Linked DNA regions of Mus musculus: regions 1 and 3 are each linked to region 2. The links are chromatin contacts, called in public HiChIP or PLAC-seq maps. All regions are on one chromosome and are shown on one strand. Each heading gives the region's core, a stretch centred on a gene start, on an enhancer-like site or on the middle of the called end of the contact. The rest is flanking DNA. Distances are from core to core; before and after follow the strand shown. Region 1 overlaps Cxcr5 (chemokine (C-X-C motif) receptor 5). Region 2 holds the start of Mcam (melanoma cell adhesion molecule). Region 3 holds the start of Foxr1 (forkhead box R1).

What was found. HiChIP or PLAC-seq counts read pairs in DNA pulled down with a chosen protein or histone mark.
Region 1: a contact with region 2 is called in an H3K4me3 HiChIP or PLAC-seq map of bone marrow-derived macrophages, with 3 times the contacts expected there. The contact joins the enhancer-like site here to the promoter of Mcam in region 2. A contact is called at or near these places in 19 of 484 Hi-C or Micro-C datasets (B cells, the Ba/F3 cell line, CD4 T cells and 6 more) and 1 of 115 datasets of contacts at active chromatin or transcription factors (bone marrow-derived macrophages).
Region 3: a contact with region 2 is called in an H3K4me3 HiChIP or PLAC-seq map of embryonic stem cells, with 15 read pairs. The contact joins the promoter of Foxr1 here to the promoter of Mcam in region 2. A contact is called at or near these places in 1 of 39 promoter capture datasets (embryonic stem cells), 1 of 484 Hi-C or Micro-C datasets (the G1E-ER4 cell line), 2 of 115 datasets of contacts at active chromatin or transcription factors (both in embryonic stem cells) and 2 of 9 other capture datasets (adipose tissue and liver).

Annotation. Positions count from the first base shown.
Region 1 is chr9:44,512,576-44,517,379 of GRCm38.p6, forward strand. It overlaps Cxcr5 (chemokine (C-X-C motif) receptor 5), which reads right to left. Exons shown (of 2, transcript NM_007551.3): 2 at 1-1,726. The coding sequence ends at 659. Among named protein-coding and RNA genes, the nearest start is that of Cxcr5, 11 kb to the right of the region's middle. Within about 2 kb of position 2,891, at least 160 of the 459 cell types and tissues checked have an H3K27ac peak or open chromatin away from gene starts, as enhancers often do. A contact at or near this core is called in B cells, the Ba/F3 cell line, LSK cells and 2 more, where this site is marked.
Region 2 is chr9:44,132,284-44,136,728 of GRCm38.p6, forward strand. It overlaps Mcam (melanoma cell adhesion molecule), which reads left to right and starts at 2,375. Exons shown (of 16, transcript NM_023061.2): 1 at 2,375-2,473; 2 at 4,235-4,365. The coding sequence starts at 2,407. It overlaps Gm10687 (predicted gene 10687), which reads right to left and starts at 2,202. Exons shown (of 2, transcript NR_152189.1): 1 at 2,078-2,202.
Region 3 is chr9:44,438,229-44,442,575 of GRCm38.p6, forward strand. Foxr1 (forkhead box R1) reads right to left here and starts at 2,640. Exons shown (of 5, transcript NM_001033469.2): 1 at 2,529-2,640. The coding sequence starts at 2,589.

The sequences.
Region 1 (4,804 bases), core at 1,641-4,140, 380 kb after region 2:
TGCCCTTTACTCTTCTTAGGATACTGGCTAGCTTCCAGAACCTTCTGGAACTTGCCCTCAGTCTGTAATCCAAGATCCAGTAACATGGGGCTGACCCAATGCTGGTTAGGTTGGAACCAGACAGCTACCTAAAGTAGATCGGTTTCAGCTTTCTGCTTGGTTAAGAGAAAGGCACGGTTGAAGGTCTGGCATGAAGTCTGTATTTATGAGACAGGCACATTAAGGCCATAGTCTGCCGCCGCCAGCTGGCTATTCCTCTGTGGTATAGGAGTGGTGGGTAGCTGTGGCAGCCAGTAGTCTTTAAGATGATGGAATACATTCTGGGAGGAGAGTCTGGGCTCATAATCAGGAGGAAGATGAGACTGTGGGCCACAGCAGAGGTGGTTGTCCCTATGGCCAGGAAGAAATAAAGCTGAGCTTAGCTTTAGCTGGTTAGGATGGGAGGTGTATGGAGTTCTCTTCATCTAAGGTGATACAGGTGGCCTGGATATAGCTTGCTTTGCCTTTGGGCTGCTTTCCCCTTTGGGAAAGTTTGAGAGAGTTTATCTAGCTTTCCCATCTGGGGACACTGGCCCAAGCTCGAGTTGGATGGGTTCCGCCACCACTTTATCCTCCCAAGGAAAACAGAAACAGACAGGGGCCCCGAGACTTCCGGGATCTAGAAGGTGGTGAGGGAAGTAGCATTCTCTGACTCAGAGAGACTACTCTTGCGCCAGTTGGGGAAAAGTTGGCAAAGGGAGGCCGGGCCAGCACAGCCCAGCTTGGTCAGAAGCCGAGAGAGGTCACTGCGGAACTTTACGCCAGCGAAGGTGTAGAGCATGGGATTGAGACAGCAGTGTGCCAGGCCCAGGAATTCACACAAGGTGATGGCCACAGAGAGATAGCCACTCAGCTCGCAGCTGCTATTCACAGCCTTCAGCCTCTCCAGTGTATCTAGGAAGATGACAATGTGGTAGGGCGACCAGCAGAGGAAGAAAATGCTTGTCACTAAAATGGCCACCCTGACCGCCTTCTGCCGCTGAGGGCGCCGCTGGGCCTGCAGTAGCCTGTGGACCACGCCCACGTAACACCATCCCATCACAAGCATCGGTAGTAGGAAGCCCCCGATGTGGTAGAGGAAACGGGAGGTGAACCAGGCTCTAGTTTCCGCTTCGTTTTCCTGGGAGAAGGTGCACTGTGGTAAGGAGTCGTTGTTATGAGGTTGGCCAACCTTGGCAAAGAGGAGTTCCGGTAAGGCGAACAGGAAGCCGGCCAGCCAAATGGCCGTGCAGGTGATGTGGATGGAGAGGAGTCGACGGCGGCGGTAGGCGTGAACAGCATGGACGATGGCTAGGTACCGGTCTACAGCTATACAGGCCAGCAGCAGGCTGCTGCAGTAGAAATTGATCTTGTGCAGAGCGATCACAGTTTTGCAGAGGAAGGTCCCTAGGACCCAACCCACAGAGCCCTCAGCCACTGCAAAAGGCAGGATGAAGACTAAGAGAAGGTCGGCTACTGCGAGGTGGAACAGGAAGGTCTCGGTTGAGCTCCGCGTGTGCCGGTGCCTCTCCAGGATTACCAGCACCAGGATGTTTCCCATCATACCCAGGAGGAAGATGAGGCTGTAGGCCACAGGCATGAATACCGCCTTAAAGGACGTCAGTAAGGGTCCCTCGACTGTAGAGCAGAAGTTACTGTCCTGTAGGGGAATCTCCGTGCTGTTACTGTAGAAGGCCAGTTCCTTGTACTGTAAGGACCAAAAGAAAGAGAAATGAAAACGATAGCCATATCTTCTTCTTCTTCTTCTTCTTCTTCTTTTTTCCTCTGAGAGGAAGCTGCCACCTGTGAGGTTTCCTGTCCTTCCAGGCTAATGCTTTTTGTCTGTACTATTCTGTTTCCTCTTGGCCTGTCCTTAAGCATGCCATCTTTACCCTCCTTCCTCCCTTCTGCATATTTATTTTAGACAGGATCTCCCTCTATAGCCTTGGCTAGCTTGGAATTTACTATGTAGACCAGGTTGACCTGAGCTTTGGGTAGTCTCTGCTTGCTGGGTTCTGGGATTAAAGGCACATGCCCCCATGCCCTGTCTCTTTTTTTTTTTTTTTTTTTTTAAGATTTATTTATTTATTGTATGTAAGTACACTGTAGCTGTCTTCAGACACTCCAGAAGAGGGAGTCAGATCTTGTTACAGATGGTTGTGAGCCACCATGTGGTTGCTGGGATTTGAACTCTGGACCTTCGGAAGAACAGTCGGGTGCTCTTACCCACTGAGCCATCTCACCAGCCCCGCCCTGTCTCTTAAATATAATTTTTTATTCTAATTTTTGGTAGTGCTGAGCAACTGTTCCACCACTGAGCCACATCCCTGGCCTGAAACTTCAGGTCTTTTCTTTTCTCTTCTTTTCTTTCGTTTTTGTTCGTTTGTTTGTATGTAAACTGGACCAGTAGTCACTCACAAAGTGGTAGGGTGTTCTTAAAGATGGAAGGCTTAGGGATTGCAGTCAGTACTGACATTTGGGAATGGAACCTGATAGGAACAAGAAGCCAATATTCCAATTCTGTAAGGACAGTGGGTAGTAAATCTAAGCTCTCACTGGGGGTGGGGAATGGTTGAGTGCTGATGTAGCTGGCTTACTTCCTCTAAATTTCTCCCCTTCTTCCTGTCTTGATTATTGCTGAAACTGAGGAAATGGCCTCCTATTTGGTTTAATCCACACACGCTTGAGGTATGTAATCTTCCTCTTATTTTACAGACCTGTCTTGCTCAAAGAGGAGGTTTGCTTAAAGGCACGTTTGCCTGTCTTTAGTCAATCAATAACGCTACAATGAGAGCTACTACCCACACTTCCCTCCAAAGGCTTCTGGGAAAGGGGCGGAGCCTAAGTTTCCAGCTACTTCCCAAGCAGAGAGTAAACTCCCTAGGCACAGGAACCCAGCAGCGGAGGCAAATATGAGTCACACACAGGGAGACTAGGCGCAGGGTAGGGAGGAAGCGTTTTCTGAGTGGAAAAGAAGGGGGCGTGCCTGTTATATCTCCGGAAGTCCCTACCTCCGCGTCCTCCTCCCCATCTGCCACTGCCCTCCATCACCCCAGCTCTCAGGTTGTTTGCCTGCTAACCACAGAGGAAGACAGGGTGCCTGTTTTCATACCTTTCACTCACAGCTGCCCTGCACCTGCGTTTCCTCAGCTCCTTACTCTGTTCTTCCTGCCCTGCCCTGCCCTGGTCAACCTCCTCCCTGGGCAATACAAAACCAATTACACCCGAACTACTATGGGTTCAAAACACAGTGATATAAGTGATGGGCCCCAGGGAAGTAAGAGACAGTGGGCTGTTCTGTCCTCTAGGCTCTGGCGATCTCGTCTCTGTGCTGACCCCCTTTGAGGAGAGTGAGGGGCTCCTGCCAGTAGGGGTTGGTTCATGGTTACCTTAAATCTTTCTTGCCACCAGGCACACTGTTGTGGGTGACACACTCACTTCCCCTGATGGGTAAACTGATTCCCCATCTTGGTCTTTTGGTCCCTAGAGCAGGTGGCTCTTTCAGAGAGGATGGGGACACATGGTACAATGGCAGCACTATCTACCCACTCTCCAGTGTCCCTTCTTCTGCCGTCACCTTATCCTGTCCCCCATCCTGTCTCTCTATGGGTCTTTCCCCTTACTTTTCTTTCATTTTTTTTTTAAATTAGACTTCAAACCTTTTTATTTTCCGTGTATGAGAGTTTTGCCTGCGCCTGTGTGTATGTGTGCATGTGACCGCCTAGTGCCCATGGAGGTCAGAAGAAGGCCCTGGTTTCCTTGGAACTGAGGTTACAGATGGTGGAAATCACTATGTGGGTGCTAGGAATTGAACCCCAGTCCTCTGCAAGAGTAGCAAGTGCTCTTGACCTTGGAGCCTCGCTCCGGCCTTATGGGTCCTTTTCTAACTACTGTTTCTGTTCTTTTCCACTTCCTACCCAGTGGACAGGGGGAGCTTCCTCGTACTCACATCCCAGCCCTGCACTTCTCAGGAGCTGAGGGGGGAGGGTGGCTTAAGCCCACGATTTGAGTTCCATTGTCGGTATAGCCAGACTATGTCTCAAAAACAAACAAACCAAATCTACACCTACACAGGTCAAATAACCACACCTAACTAGGCCCTATAGATCTAGTGTCCTTTAATGACTCCCCATCACCTGTAAGAAACAGGTGTCTTTTGTCTTGTTTTTCTGATATCGTATACAATAGTAAAACCATTTATATATATGGCTAGGTATGGTGGCTCAGGCTGTTATCCTAACACTAGAGAGAAGAGCCAGGAGATGAAGGGCTCAAAGACAGTTTCATCTACATGAGTTCCAGGCTGGCAAGTATTGCTTGGGTCTCTATAACAAACAAACATTTTTGGAGTAGAGCCCTTGCCTAGCGTGTGCAAAAACAGCCTGTGAGAGAGAGAATGGCCCTACAACTCTTGAAAACAATAGACCTGTTAGATAGGGCTTCAATGCCCCAGGTAGAAGGCCTTTACATTTTTATCTAAAGTAGTCCTGGCAGTGCATCTCAGCAGGTAGATGCTTGCCTAGCATATACAGGGCCCAGAGTTTGAGCCTCAGCCCTGCAAAAATAAATTTCTCCCAAATGTACACTCCTTTGATGTATTAGACCTTACCTACGACTTCACTGCACCAGACATGCTATTCCTCAGGTATGTGTGCCACAGCCACCTGTCCCCAGCAACCCAGGCAGCTTCCTGTCACCTTCGCTCCTTTTTCAAGTCCACCTCTCTAAACTCTTGCCTTCCTTCAAGGCCCCCAAGTTGACTCCATCTGGGGCTCAGCAGGGATTT
Region 2 (4,445 bases), core at 1,125-3,624:
TGTTAAGTAAACGTCTTGTGGGCTGAAGGGGTTGTGTGTTCTCCCAACACTGCCCAAACCACTCTTAAACTCAGGCTCTGCATCTGAGAGTAGCTGGGAGTGTAGCTCAGGTATCTACCAGTCAGCCAACGCTGTCTACCTGGCACAGAAATGTGCTACTTTCAGGTTTGTGTTCTTTTTGATTTTCCTAGTAAGCTAACAGCTCCTTACACAGAAACATGGGAAAGACTGAAGTTCGGCTCAGGACAGAGGAACATCCTTTGTGTCAGCAAAGTCTGCTGAGAACGTGTTTTGTGTACTTGACACAGAATGGGGATGGGGGGCAGTAACGCCAGAGGCCTCAGCACCATCCCAGTAACTTAGGGAGATGCCACCGTAGACTTCCAGTCCTCAGGTTAGTGCCGAATTCAGGGAACGGATGCCTGCCTGTGTGGTCTTCATTTTTTCAAATGGTAAGACACCAGTGGGTGTCTTCAAAAACCCTAATAGGAAACGAGACAGAAACAAATGATGAAGAGCTTGCTCTGGGCCACCAAGCTCTCAGGACCCAAGTTACTATATAAAGTGGCCATAGGGGCCAGACCTTTTTTTTTGTTTGTTTGTTTTTTTAAGACAGGGTTTTTCTGTGTAGTCCTGGCTGTCCTGGAACTCACTCTGTAGATCAGGCTGGCTTTGAACTCAGAAATCCGCTTGCCTCTGCCCGGCTGGGGCCAGACCTCTTAAAAGTATAGTCTGTTTGTTTGCTTTGGTTCTGTGCACCAGGAAGGCTGGGATGTCACCCTGAGCTGTAATCTTATTTCCCTTTCACTGCAGAAACGACTCCTTCAACCCCCACCTGGCATCCATCTAAGAGGAAGAATTCAGAACCGACTGTCCTTGGTGGTTAGCTGCCTTTCTTTTCAGACTGCCAGAGAAGAGGATAAGTTAATGGTGTTAAATGAAGAAACAGGGAGGGGGTGCAGCACTTGCCCTGCCTAGCCAGACAGCATCCTTTAGCCATCGCTGCAGAGAACAGGCTTTTCTTCCTATTTTGCTCTGGGCCAGGGGCCAGGGGCCAGTGCTCCTCAGTTCACTCTGGAGGGCAGAGGAGGCAGGGCCCTCTTCCTCTCTCCCATCAAGAGCCCAAGCCTGAGGCCAGTCGGCATGGCTCTGTCTGGAGGCTAATGGCCAGGGAGGAGGGTCAATGAGATTTGAGTGATGAGGTAGATGTGATTTGCCAGTCATCTGAGTCATCAGAACACAGCCCAGAGCATCCTCTCAAGTCACCTGGCCATCTCTGGGGTTTGCTGCCTCAACCCTCCTCCCTCTCTCCAGCAGCGGCAGAAAGGCTGTTTGTTCCCTGTGGGGTGACAGACCCCTCCCTGGTGAGAGTCCCAGCCAAGGGTGAAACCCTTCCTGAAGCTCTGGTGCTAGAGCCTTTTTGAATCTAAGAGTCCAGAAGACCCAGGGAGAAGTTGGGATTAGAAAGGATGGAGGCTAGGGCTCCTGGCACCTTTCTGTGTGGGAGACTTAGGCTTTCAGTAACCTGAGGCCGTTGCCCCGTGAGAGAGTTGAGGGGTGGGTAGGGAAGGCAGCTTTCAAGCATTAGAGAGAGTAATAGGTTTCTGGGAGACAGGCTGTAGACTCCCACATCCGTTAGTATTAACTTTTCCTCATTGAGGTGAGGGAAACCGAGACAGAGACCAGAAGACAAAAAGGATTATCTGGGTCAGGGCGTGGACCATGGGCTTGTGAATTCAGACCCCTTCCTCCCTTCTCTAGGGTAAGAGGGACTTGCAAGAATTCGAATATGAAAAGATAACCCAAAAGGCACCGTTTCCAACTCTCCCGCCCCCTTGCAGGCACCCCTAGGTCTGTGGGACCTGGCACAGTTCTTCCTCCAAGGCTGCCAGGCCAGCGAAGACTCTGGAACAGTGCCAAGCCGGCAGCCGCCGCAGTGAAGCGGTCATTCCAGAAGGCGACCAGGGCCAGCTCCATGCCTCCACAGCAGGGTAGAGGAACCTGACTGAGAGTCCTCTATCAGGGATACCTCTCTGTTGCTCCTCTGCTAGAGGGTCCCCGCTAGTAGTGGACAAACCTGAGCGAGCGCTGCTACTGCGTCCAAGAGTCTACAGCGACCGGGCCAGCTTCTGCCGCCTCGGCCAGTCATTCGAGCCCCAGGACACCTGTCATTGCTCCTTCAACCTTTCCAAGCCAGAAAACGGGAGTTAGCCTCTAGGCCTGGATCGGGGAGCAGCAGCTCGCAGCCAGCGCGCCGGGGGCCCGCCCCCTAGGGCGCGGGGAGGGGGCGGGGGGCTACGCGGGGCGGGGCCGGGCGGCGCCCGGGGTCCCCTCCCCCGCCCCCCTGACGTCAGCCCCCGACAGCGGCGAGTTCCTCACTTGGCTCGCGCCCTCCGTCGGGGAAGCATGGGGCTGCCCAAACTGGTGTGCGTCTTCTTGTTCGCTGCCTGCTGCTGCTGTCGCCGTGCCGCGGGTGAGTTCTTTATGTTGAGGGGGCTGTGGGGGGCCCGACCCGCGTCCCTCAGAGCCCAGGCGTTGGGAGTTTGGGGATGTCTTCGACGGAGCCGGACTGTGCCGCCTGAGTGTACCGGAGATCAGAGCTGGTAGCAACGTAGAGTCGGGGCTCTGCACCCCAGTGGGCGCTCCTTCTTGCCAGAGTCCCCGATTTCCAGGCGCCCCGCGTGCGTGCAACTTCTTTGCGGGTGTGCAGCCTAGGTTTTAGAGTATTCTGGGAACGGACTAGTCGGGTTGCTGCAGCAGCGAGCGGGAAGGGGTGGGGCCGAGCTTCTGCAGGACGCTGGGCCCGGCCTCCCGCAGGTGTTCGCTCTGGGTGCTGGATGCTGGGTGCTGGAGTCCCGGCAGAGAGGCGCAGCCGGGGCGCATCCCCAACCCGTGCATCCCGCGCCCGCCTGTTGCTGGAAAAGGCAGTTTCCCTAGCTGGAGGGGGCCGCCGACCCCTCCCCCTCCGCCTGGGCCTCACGCCAGTTTGGAGGTGAGCGAGGGAGGAGGCCGCTCCTGCTGGGGCTGGGCGTTGGCAAGGGCAGCGGGTGGTGTGGGTCTCCTTGCGCCTCCGGGTTTGACGGGATTACAGGGGAAAGACAACAGATGGAGAAGTTCTACAACAGTAACAGCTTCTGTGGTCCACTAGAGTCAGGTGGAGAGAGCCTGGCACCTCGGAGCTTTCCTTTAAGCCATCGAGTAGACATGCTTTCCTGGGTCCGGGCTTCCCTTGTAGGGCACACGCAGCGGTGTCGTGTGTTATTCTTGGCTCTTTCTCGCGTCTCAGCCACTGGTCAGGCTGGGGAAGGGGAGGACTGGGCATTACCCACTTCTCTGGCCTCTTGCCCAGTGCCAGCCACGTCCCTGGGGTACTCCAGTCTAGTGCCTCCCAGACTGACCTTATTTCTGGGGAAAGGGCTAAACCCAGCTAGGCAATCGCAGCACAGAAAACTCAGTTTCGCTCTGCCCTGCTCTTCTGGCCCTTAGAAAGCAGGGATTCAAAGTTCCTGCTGTTGGTAGAAGGCTATTCCCACCTTCCCTCCAGTCTGGAAGCCACACAGTCCAGACATCCCAGGGTCCAGGCAGATTGTGCTTAGTGACATCACCTCTTCTAAGAGCTGGCAGCATGCTGGCACCACTGACGTCACTCCTGCCCACTCTCTGGTTTTTGACCTAACCCTTGGCGGAGACTGACCCCTCTAGACTTGGATGGGGTCTTCAGATTGTATTGCAGCGTTTCTTGACATGCTACTGTGGGAACATAAATCATAGCCTCTGGCTAGAGTTGGCTCACTGTGTCTTCCAGAGGATTTGGGGGACAGAGGGTAGAATAGTGACGTCTTCGTGGAGGGGGGGCACACAAAGGGGCCTGTGTGCCCCAGCCTGGCACATGCCTTACATTCCCCTAGTCTGAGCTCACCAGGACTAGGAAGGGGCCCAGGAGCAAAGGGGCCTTCATCTTGGCCCAGAGCCCATGTTGCTCTTATCTGTCTCTCCACCAGCTTCTTCTAAGATATACCCAGTCACTCTGTCTGTGTTTCACTCCGTATTACACTGGGAGAGGTCTGACCCAGGTTGGGGGTGTGGGCTTGGTGAAGTTGAGGGTAAGGAGAGGGTAAGGCCCTCCCCAGACCCTTCAAGTGGGACAGCTGCAGTGAACCAGGAGAGGGGAGGGGACCGGACAGAACACCTGGAGCTGACAAAGCTGCCTGGGCATGCCCCTCTCTTTCCCCAGGTGTGCCAGGAGAGGAAAAGCAGCCAGTACCCACGCCCGACCTGGTGGAGGCAGAAGTGGGCAGCACAGCCCTTCTCAAGTGTGGCCCCTCACGGGCCTCAGGCAACTTCAGCCAAGTGGACTGGTTTTTGGTGAGCGCCTGGACTTTGGAGGGCAGTAGTTGTGTGGGAAGCAACTGTCTCTCTGGCAGGTAGCTCATCTCTCAGCTCCT
Region 3 (4,347 bases), core at 1,390-3,889, 310 kb after region 2:
CTTCCAATGTCTTCCTTGGTCATCTTCCTCCATATCTCTCTCTCTCTCTATCATTGCAGTTAATTGGTGTATGGGAGCACATGTGTATAGGTCATAAGATAATTTGAAGGGGCTGATTCTCTCTGCACACTATATGAGTGAGACCCAGGTGGCAGGAACATTTACCTGCTAAGCATCTAGTTGCCCTAGTTTTTTCAGGAAGGTCTCTCACTGATCCAGAAGTGCCCCTCCATTCCTAACTGTACAGGCACAGACAGTCAGGCCTAGTTTTTGAGGCAGGTGCTGGGGATTTAAAACCAGAACCCCACATACTTGCAGAGTTGAGTCCTCTTAACCACTGACCCACCTCCCAGGCCCCCATGTTTTTGTTGTGAAAACCAAAAGACCTCAGGGCTAAGGTTACATATAGTTCATCAGCAAAACCCTCGTGTGAGAGGCACAAGTTTGGGTTCAATCTTCAACCACAAAACAAGACAAAATATTGTTTAAGACTGTGTTGAAGCTGGGCATGGTGGTGCACGCCTTTAATCCCAGCACTTGGGAGACAGAGGCAGGCAGATTTCTGAGTTTGAGGCCAGCCTGGTCTACAGACTGAGTTCCAGGACAGCCAGGGCTACACAGAGAAACCCTGTCTCGAGAAAAAAAAAATTTGTTTTATCCAGTATAGTGGTGCAGGGCTTTAATCCTAGCACTTGGGAGGCAGAGGCAGGTGGGTCTCTCTGAGTTCAAGTCTGTTCCAGGACTGCCAGGGATACATTGAGAAACCCTGTCTTGAATAACAAATAAACAAAAACCAAAAAAGGCACAAAAACTTTGGTTGATAAACATATCCTTAAGGATATACGCCTATAATCCCAGTAGTTTAAATTGGAAGATTGTGAATTTGGGGCACAAAAACTGTATGACAACTTTGACCCATGTAAAAACATTGTAAAGCCAAGGGGGGCTGTACAGGGTAATATAATCCCAGAATTTGGGAGTCTGAGGTAGAAGGATTACGTTTGGAATGCAAAAATTACACAGCACCTTTAGAAGACATAAAAGCATATCAGAGCCTATGAGATGGTTCGGTGAGTCAGAGTTTGCTGCCTGGCCTGCCAATTTGAGTTTAACCTCATAACAGAATGAGCCAACTCCTATAGGAGGTACTGACTTTTCATGCATGTCATATGGCAAGACCTCAGTCAGACAGTGAGCCCCTGTCTCACAACCAACAAATAAAAATGTTACAGCACTTTCACACACATATCTAATGATGTCTTTGATCAGGTTCACCCCAATTCCCTTTGTTGACCCCCTTTATTGCTCCATTTGGGGGAAGGGGAGGGCATAGTCTCTAGCCAAGCAGCCCTTGAGTCCTGCTGAAGCTAAGGCTAACCTTGAGCTCCAGACCCTCCTGCCTATCTCCCAATCTCAGGCCTGGAAACATCTTATCCGCAGGGTTCCTGTTGGCTGGACCACTGTCTTTACTCCTGGCTGTCTTCTTGGGGATGGTTATGCTTCCTCAGTCTCTATTCGGGAATGCCTCAGGGTTCAAGCCTTGGTCCAAGTGTTCTCACTCCTGAAATTCTAACTGTAGACCAAAGCCACTCAACATGTGTTGCCAGTCACACTTTTCCCCAGAATCCCATGCCCCGACTTCTATCCGCCTACTTTACTGTTCCTACTTGGATAAATAGTCCCAAGCCAGGGACTCCAGCCTGATCCAGGGTTCTGGACCCAGCCCAATGCTACAAGTGTGGGAACCTGTCTCAAAACAAAACAAAACACAAAACCTGTCCGGAAACAAAGACTAGGGCCTTGCACAAGCCACCTTTAGGCTGGTCTAGAACTCCTGGGCTCAGCTTCTGGAGAGTAAGACTTACTCCATATGTGGACATGGAAATGATGGCTCTGGCTATCAATGGGAGGAAAGTAGTGTTAACCCAACGACTTTGCACTGGATTAAGAAAAAAAACACTTTAAAGGCAAGGGTGGTCACCTAAAACTACTGAACTTTCGGTCCACGGAAGAGGAAAACCTTAAAAAGGACAGGTCTGCCATCCTTTTGACAATATTAACTCCATCTTGTACTACAGATAAAACAAGGAGAGGTGGGCTAGCAGCCAGGGATGGTGGCCCATGCCTAGAGCACCAGTCAGCTGTAAAGTCTTGAGGCAAGCCTGGGCTTCAAAACAAAATCATAACCAGCAACGACCAAAGAGGCAAGATTCCTCTCCAAAGGGAACGATGATTTTTTTTCTTACACCAAAAAATAAAGCCTATCGCATGCCAAGTTCCCATGCCCAAGCGCCAAAGCTCAGAAGAGGTCTAGGAATGTTCTGGGGGGGATGACGGGATAAATGGTGATAGCCCACAATACGTGGGCTCTGGAGACTCAGTGGCGGTAAGGGCCACGCCCACTCCTGCGTGGGTTTCGAGACCCTCCTGATCCCAATGAGGCTGGCGAGCCTGGGAAGCCAGAGGCAGTCCGCCCACTCGATGCGGCAGCCACCCACGCGCCTCCCCCCTCTCCCGCCCCCACTCACGTTTCTGCTCGGCCTCGGACAAGTGTGTCGTGGTGAAGGTCAAGAAGCACTCGTTGCCCATATCCCAATCCAGCAAGCCCGGAACCTGGCCATGGAGGCTGGCCCAGAAGTTCCGGTCCTGGAATTTGGGGTCCACTTTTAAGGCTAGAGGAGACGAGTTGTGCGGGGTGCAAGAGACGGAGAGACTCGCCTGCGTGGAAGGTGCTTCCTCAAACCGCGGGCAATCGCAGGTGGGAGCGGTCAAGAGCGCAGCACCCCTGCAGATACTCAGGATTGCCTGAGGATTCATCCAGCTCGCGCTCATCAGGTTTTCCTGCGCCTGCGGATGTAGCTCAGCTGGTAGAGTGCCTGTCTAGCAAGTTCGAAGCCCGCACCTCCTAGAACCAGATTTTGAGCTACGCGCCTGTAATCAGACACTCGGCGGAAGCGCAAATTCAAAGTTACCATAAACTACACAAGCAAATCTGGGATTCCAGAGACCTTGGCTCGAGGGGGTGTATCTCTGGGTGGGTGAGCTAGGGAGGAGTTTAAATGCGGGGGCGTGGTGTTGCAGGCTGCTAGTCCAGCAAGTTTTTTTTGTTTTTAAAGGCAAGGAAAAAAAAGGGCGTGGCGGCGCACTTTAGGCCTTTCTTTAATCCCAGCACTCTGGAGGTAGAGGCAGGCAGATCTCTGAGTTCAAGGCCTACAGAGCTAGTTTCAGGAGGCTACACACAGAAATAAAATAAAATAAAAAGAAGGAAAGCAAGAAAGAAATGAATGAAGAGAACAAAGAAAGATGGGATGGCTCAAAGGAGGGTCAAGGTTCATCCAGGTGACTTTCCTCCAACTGAATAAATAAATAAATAAATAAAATGTCATAACAAAAGAATATGAAGATACAGGAGAAACATATCCCAGACCATTCTTTATCACATTTGAGAAAAGCTCTTACTTAAAGACACAGTGATTCCATGATTGTATTAATATCTATATTCCAGAATTCATGAGTGCTTTTAGAGCATATCTAGTTTTGTTTTTTTGTTTTTACAAAGGTTTTATGTTTTATTTAATGTACTGATTTCGGTTTTTGAGACAGGGTTTCTCTGTGTAGTTCTGGCTGTCCTGGAACTCACAGAGATCTGACTGTCTCTGCCTCCTGTGTGCAGAGATTAAAGGTGTGTGCCACCATGCCAGCTGTATCTTTTTTTTTTTTTTTTTTTTTTGGTTTTTCGAGATAAGGTTTCTTTGAGCAGCCTTGACTGTCCTGGAACTCACTCTGTAGGCCAAGCTGGCCTCGAACTCAGAAATCCGCCTGCCTCTGCCTCCCGAGTGCTGGGATTAAAGGCTTGCGCCACCATGCCCGGCTGTATCTTATTTTTAATTAAATTTATATTTCATAAAAGTTTTAAACAGTTTATCCAAGATTACAACCTCAGTAGATAGTAGAGCAGAGATTAAATTAAATAGCAAATTGATTTAAAATTTTGTTTTTAACTTCAAGTTTCAGAAAATTCTATATGCTGTAAAATTTTCTTTACAACCTTATTAACTTTATATATATTAACTTTTTTTTAAGATTTATTTATTTATTATATGTAAGTACACTGTAGCTGTCTTCAGACACTCCAGAAGAGGGAGTCAGATCTCGTTACGGATGGTTGTGAGCCACCATGTGGTTGCTGGGATTTGAACTCCTGACCTTCAGAAGAGCAGTCGGGTGCTCTTACCCACTGAGCCATCTCACCAGCCCTATATTAACTTTTTTTATCCATTTATTTTTCTCAGTTCTGGGAATTGGTGGGCCTTGTACATGCTAGAGAAGTGCTGTACGGTGCAACTA